2 separate regions of the Rattus norvegicus genome follow, and region 1 is linked to region 2. A link is a contact called in public Hi-C data. All regions are on one chromosome and are shown on one strand. The core of a region is the stretch at or near the end of the contact, and the rest is flanking DNA. Distances in the headings are between cores, read along the strand shown.

Region 1 (3,265 bases), core at 445-2,944, 250 kb before region 2:
GGTAGAGCGCTTGCCTAGGAAGCGCAAGGCCCTGGGTTCGGTCCCCAGCTCCGAAAAAAAAAAAAAAGAACCAAAAAAAAAAAAAAGTTTTTTCAGGTGCCTCTACACCTCTGGCAGGAAGCTCATATACAGTTTCTCCTTAAACATACAGAGGTCTGTGTTTGGCCCCAGATCTTATACTCAAGAGACAATGACTAGAGTGAGAACTCTATTCAGAACATTAAGTATCCTTTCTTCTTGGTCATCCTCCGTGGCCTCCATCCATCCGGGTTTGTCCGATCCCTAACTCCTGTACTCTTATCTTTCCCAGACACATTTTTCTAGTAAGAGCGATCCCCTTCCACTGCACTACATGATTTATTGCTTACTCTGTCCTGTATGCCTTGTCCCACAAGACGTGGGCTGCACTCCTCCGCCCAGGTTCCCCCTAGCACAAAGGATATGAAGAGGTGGTGCCAGGCTCTCACCTGAGGGGTGGGCTAGGGTGCCCAAGACTTGGGGCGCAGCCCTGGGCCCCTCCACCGCGGCGGTCGCTCTCTCAAGTGAGGGCTTTTATATTTTTATCACCGCGGTGGGGTTGCGGACCTGGCGCCATGGCAACGGGGGCGGGGCTCATTTGAATACCCAAATATTCGTGAGCCGCGGGCATCCGGGGCTCGGGCAAGATGAACCCCGCCCCCTAGCAACGGTTGCCGGGACACGCGGCAGATCCGGTGGAAGGGCTCCCTAGAGTAATAAGAGAGAAGGCGGAAGGCTGAACACAGTGAAGACACTCACAGTGGTTCAGAGAGCCGCCCATGAGAGGCTTCTGGCCAGCTCTCGGTTATCAGCCTGCTAGCTGAATAGACCAAGCCGAGCTTGCACCCCGGGCGGCGACCGAGGTGAGCGTGCAACCTCAGGCCTGCACCACCTGAGTAAAAACCCTGTCGGTTTTCTGAGGATGTGCTTACTCGTTTCTTTGAAATTTCAAAAAGTGTTGAAAACATGTCATTTGCGTCTGACACAGATGTACCCTACTTGCTTGAGTGGGTGGAACATTTCATTTCGCCCCAATACCAACTTTTCTGACTTTCGGGGTCGTTCTTCAAGTGGACGCAGTATGAGCTGCTGCAGTGTTGGGACCTCGAGTTTGGGAGAGGTAGGGGGTCTTCTCCAAAGCACGAGGAGCGCGGTGTAATGGGCCGACGCTGCCCCAGGATGGAGCCTTCGCTCCACCTCGGCCTACGGCAGCTAGGGGTTCCGGCGAACTCTGTCTTCCTCTGGTATTCCGCGTCCGCGGTGCAGACTGTCCTCGACTCCAGGACCCGGTCGGAATGACCTTTCCGCTCCTGGGCCTTTGGGCCTTTGGTGAGGCTTCAGGGTGGAGGCTCTTTGGCAGGCTCTCTCAACGCGACTCGAGCGTACACCAGTTTCTCTCCGGAGGAATCCCAGGCTCGTAACCACTGTCTGGGTCTCTCTTTTCTGCACCTAAGAACTAGGAATCACTGTTGACTGCAGCACCCAAGTTCCGACACCGCCCTCCCACCTAGGCTCCTCCTAGCAGCGGCTTCTGACGGATGGGTTGCTCAGCCAATCATAACAGGTGGCGGTGGGGCGGAGTTCGACCAATCATCGGCGGCCTCGAGTTGACGGACGGGCGCGGGGCGGAGCGGGGCGGGGCGAGCGCGGGCCCGGCCAAGTCCCCGCCGTCCGCGCCCGGCGCCCGCAGCCCGAGCCGCACCCGCCGCGGACGGAGCCCATGCGCGGGCCCAGTCGGCGCCCGTCCGCGCCCCCGCCCTGCCCCGGCCCCGGCCCCGGGGGCAGTCGCGCCAGCAAGCGGTGAGTGCGGGCACGGGGTGGGGTGCGGGGCGCAGGTGATCGGTGCTTCCTTGCTTCTCTCGGCCCAGCAACGTGCCTAGCGTCCGGCTGCCCGCCTCTGCGGCCGGGCTCGCTCTGCCTGTGGCCGTCCTCCCAGCGAGGCGCCGCCCGGGCCTCCGGAGACTCTGCGCCCCGCGGCCATCACGCTCCGGCCTCGGGGCCACAAGGACACCCGCGTTGGGCCCCAACCAGGGCCTTCTGCTCCCAGCTACTCCTCGCGTTCCTGCAGTCACCTGCTTCCCACACCCTCAGCTTCCTCCCACCCCTCTGTGAAGGCTCCCTGGCCCCTTGTGGAAGGTTTGTCTTAGTGGAGGGCAGGGTCCTTCTCCAGCTACCCTTCCCCCGCTGCCGGGACCGCGCCTGGCATGCAGTAGGCGCTCAGTAAATAGTTGTAGGTTGCACCCACATGCCGGCGGGCCGGAGCCGGTTGTAGGCTGGCATTGGCCTGCCTGGGCACGCTAAGGCCGCCGTGGCAGGACCTGTTTTTTGGGGGGTGGCCTCAGCCCTCAGGCGCCTCCAGTTGAGAGTTTCTGCCTACCTAGCGACTTCTAATTTGGGTGCGTGGTTGGGAGAAGCTCTCAGCTGTCAGCCCTGCCTTGGGGGCCTCTCCCTGCTTCCTCACACAGCCATTAAGTGCTGTTGGAGGAGGGTGGGGGTCCTCCCTTTTCGAGTGGAGGTGCCACAGGTGATCACCCGGGCCACTGGCTTGCTTGCCTACTCAGTGCTGGAGAGAGCCCTTGGGTTAGGCATCTATTAGCAGTCTCAAGTGGCTAGGGCCTGGCTAAGTGTGATTCTCATTGGCAGGTGGGGCAGGAGCTCCTGGTTTGGCAGCCCCTGTAGAAGCGATGACAGAATACAAGCTTGTGGTGGTGGGCGCTGGAGGCGTGGGAAAGAGTGCCCTGACCATCCAGCTGATCCAGAACCATTTTGTGGACGAGTATGATCCCACTATAGAGGTGAGCTCTGACTACCTGCCAGAGGTGGGCTCTGGCAGTGGTCATGGGTTAGAGTCCCAAACAACCAGGTCTTGAAGTTGGTATGGGTCTGATTCCTACCTGATCCATCAGGGTATGAGAGGTGCAAGGGTAGGCTGGCTCTGTGGATTCTCTGTCTAAGAAGAGGTAGGACCCTTAAGCTGTGTTCTTTTGCAGGACTCCTACCGGAAACAGGTAGTCATTGATGGGGAGACGTGTTTACTGGACATCTTAGACACAGCAGGTCAAGAAGAGTATAGTGCCATGCGGGACCAGTACATGCGCACAGGGGAGGGCTTCCTCTGTGTATTTGCCATCAACAACACCAAGTCCTTTGAAGACATCCATCAGTACAGGTGAGCCACCTATGGCTAGCCCGTGAGCCCATGGCATATGTGAGGAAGGTTCTGTGTGCACACTGAGGCTTTATGTCT
Region 2 (3,401 bases), core at 266-2,765:
CCCAAAACCAAAAACCAAGAACAACTCCCCCCAAAACCAAAACAGTAACAAAGACACCTAACTCCATCCTCTTTCCCTCTAAGATGGGAAGCTGCTCATCTACTGCCCTGAGAGCTTTTCATAAGACCCACTCGTGTTCAGTATACATCAGAGTTCGTGGCCCTATGACTCCAGTTTCTGGAGTTGCCCATTTGTTTTGTCCGTCGGTTGACAGACATCTAACATCCATCTGTTGCCTGTCGTTACGAACGCTGCTGCAGACCTGAGATAGCTATAGGCATACAGAATACATATAGACATGTGCTCATTCTCACCCACACAAGAAGTGGGATCCTGGGTTGTAGCTGAGATCTGCCTGCTGCCTGCAAAGCCTGCAGCACCAGGGTTATAGCTTCTTTGCTCCCAAATAAACTACAATGCTTATCTGTTTTTCCCTAGCAAACCTCATGGGTAGGAGCAGTGTGCCAACAGGGCTTTGATCTGCATTTCGCTAATGACCAAGAATGTGGAACCTGTTGCCCATCGCGCATCTTCTAAAAGAAAATGCACTTGCTACTTGTTATTCATTTATTTGAGACAAGATCTCACGTAGTCCAGACTGGACCTTGAATGGATCCTCCTGCTTACAGTTCCCAAGTGCCGGCATTACGGATGTGTGACCTGCTCCAGCTTTTGAGGCTCTGGTCGATGGTGAAGGTTGTACATCTAGAGGTGAACAGGGGCTCTGAAGTCAGACTTAACGATCTCTTCCTTGATCCATTCTGCCCTGTAGGATGAAATTTGGGTGTTGGGGGTGGGGATGTGAGGTTACGGAATGGGTTAAAGTGTCAAATGATTTGTGTCCTTCACCACCAGGGAACTCTCCTCGTTTCTGACAGACGCTCAGCTTTCTCATTGCTCCTGCCAGGAAAGACATGGAGTTCTCTGTGCTGCTGTTCTCCTACAGGCTTCATTTTAGCAATGGCTGTTTCGCAACTGGCAGGGAAACATCTGCCTCCCATAAGCTCCCAGGCTGCAGCCGAGTGACTGGAATTTTCCTTCTTTAGCTAGCCAGGAGCATCCAGGCCCGGGCTGGCTGGAAGGCTCCTCCCTCCCGACTGACAGCCAAAGAAACCTTGAATTGCAGATCTTCCCAGTCCCCACCTGCAACAGATTAGTTTGGGGTGGGGGGGTGTTGTGCATGGGGCTCTTTAGAGGAGGCCCTCACAATGAGGCTGGGTTTAGGGATGTACAAGAGGAGGGGGTGGGAAGTCAGTAGATCTGGGGAAATTCCAGTATGCCTACTCTAAGCAGGAGGTGGAGACCTTGAGACAAGTTTTAGCCTTGGGACAAGTCTTGACCCTGGAAGTTTATACTTGTCTCTGTACCTTAACAGTCAACTAGCCCTGAAGTAATTTGATCCTTAAGGCTTAAGTACCGCCCACTTCAGTATTCAGCCAATTCCCCACAGTAAGGCCCTCTGGAGACTAACCCACCAACAGGAAAAGGAAACTGCTAGAGAAAGGGCGGGCCTACAGAACCAGGGTAGCAGCAGCCATCCTCCAGACGGTGCGATTGTTCCAGAGTCAATACCATGAGCCACAATTCCCAAGCCTTCTTGCCCGCCAATGCCGGGCTTCCTCCAAGCTATGAGACAATCAAAGAGGAGTACGGGGTGACTGAGCTGGGGGAACCCAACAACTCAGCTGTCGTGAGGACCACCGTGATCAACATGCCCAGAGAGGTCTCTGTGCCTGACCATGTGGTCTGGTCCCTGTTCAATACGCTCTTCTTCAATGCCTGCTGCCTGGGCTTCATTGCCTATGCCTACTCTGTGAAGGTGAGTGTGCTAGAGGTGGGGGTGATGGTGTAAGGAGGTGTGTGTGAGCCTGAAGTCCATCAACCCAGATGGCCCCGATGTGTGTGCGGGGGCGGGGGAGGGAGGGCCCTTCGTGTAAGAGAGTGTGTATGCACCCTTCCTATTTGCGTATGTGTGTGCGTGCCTGTCTGTCTCTGTCAGTGTTGGAGACTTTCTGATAGTCACAGGATGAAGCTGCCTGGTGTTTCTGGGGCCAGATTTTCCTCCACTCCATTCCTGGAATGTCCTTTCACTCTTTAGACTGGAGCTCTACTCTGTGTGGAAAGTGGGGTATGCGGCCAATGCTGGGGCCTACTGTATAGTGTGTGTGTGTGTCTGTGTGTGTCTGTGTGTCTGTGTGCATGTGTGTGTGTGTCTGTGTCTGTGTCTGTGTGTGTGTGTCTAAAGAGGGGAGGATTTCCTGGCCTGAGGGAGTGAAGCAATGGGCAGGGAGGACATGAGGAAATAGAGCCAGAGCACCTGGCTCTCAGCTGGCTCGCTCCAGGGCCCCCTTACCATCTGGTTTCCTCCAGTCCAGGGACAGGAAGATGGTGGGCGATGTGATTGGAGCCCAGGCCTACGCCTCCACTGCCAAGTGCCTGAACATCAGCTCCCTGATCTTCAGTGTCCTCATGGTCATTATCTGCATCATCATTTTCTCTACCACCTCTGCGGTAGTCTTTCAGTCGCTTTCACAAAGAACGCCACATTCTGGATTCTAGCTGCCCTGTGTCCCACGGTCCACATCTGGCCCTCCCCCTGCCTGAGGCTGAGGGCTTGACCCTTTACCCTATGTGTATGCAAATGTTACCTTCGTATATCTGTCCACAGTGGAGTCAATAAAGTACACTTGGTGGCAACTCTGGCTGTGACTCCTGTTCTGTACTGAGCTCGCCCAGCATCCTTCTTGTCTGAGGAGACGGAGCATCCTTAGCTTGTCAGGCTTCTGGTCTCCTGGTAGAGGCAGCAGCCCTACCTGTGGGTTTTTGGCTGATCCAGGCAAAAGGCATCCGAGTATCAGCTAATGCCAATGCCATGCTCCCAGGATGCCCAGGAAGGGTGCAGAACTTCCAGCAAAGGAGGCTTGGTTTAGGAGTGAAGGACACCCAGAGTCCTTTGCCTTAAGGGAAAAGAATCCCGTGGCCAAGATGTCTCCTCATTTCATGGCAGCCTCTTGGATATGACTTCAGGCTCCTGGGCTGACCTGTACACAAAAGTCAGGTGCTGTGAAGTTTGCTACCCTCAGTCTTTCCTTCCTCCCCTCCCCCCACAGCATTCAGGTTTTTATAGGGAACTGGAGTGGGTGGGGATTGAAGAATGTCTCTCTCGGTCTCTGAAAAGTAAGAAGGACCAGATGAGGGAGTTCTACTGGGCTCACAACTCCCATGCTCCACCTCATCTGGAGGTGAGACTGGCTCCCTTGGCACCCTGCTAACATGCGGCATCTCAGGAGTTCCTTCTACAGGATACTTCTATTTACTCAAGCCTGGCACCAAAAGATTCAGACTGGGTTTCCAGTATCTGCAGGACTTGAGCCCTGTCTAAAAGTTCCTTGCTTCCCTAG

The links. Hi-C and Micro-C count contacts between places; a contact is called where the count stands out from the background.
Region 1: a Hi-C map of the A7r5 cell line shows a contact between it and region 2, with 4 times the contacts expected there. The contact joins the promoter of Hras here to the promoter of Ifitm2 in region 2. A contact is called at or near these places in 7 of 12 Hi-C or Micro-C datasets (the A7r5 cell line, the Rat2 cell line, frontal cortex and 3 more).

Annotation. Positions count from the first base shown.
Region 1 is chr1:205,727,683-205,730,947 of GRCr8, reverse strand. Hras (HRas proto-oncogene, GTPase) reads left to right here and starts at 1,694. Exons shown (of 5, transcript NM_001098241.1): 1 at 1,694-1,818; 2 at 2,662-2,813; 3 at 3,009-3,187. The coding sequence starts at 2,703. It overlaps Lrrc56 (leucine rich repeat containing 56), which reads right to left and starts at 550. Exons shown (of 13, transcript NM_001024902.1): 1 at 468-550.
Region 2 is chr1:205,480,462-205,483,862 of GRCr8, reverse strand. Ifitm2 (interferon induced transmembrane protein 2) reads left to right here and starts at 1,515. Exons shown (of 2, transcript NM_030833.1): 1 at 1,515-1,819; 2 at 2,371-2,695. The coding sequence starts at 1,574. The coding sequence ends at 2,559.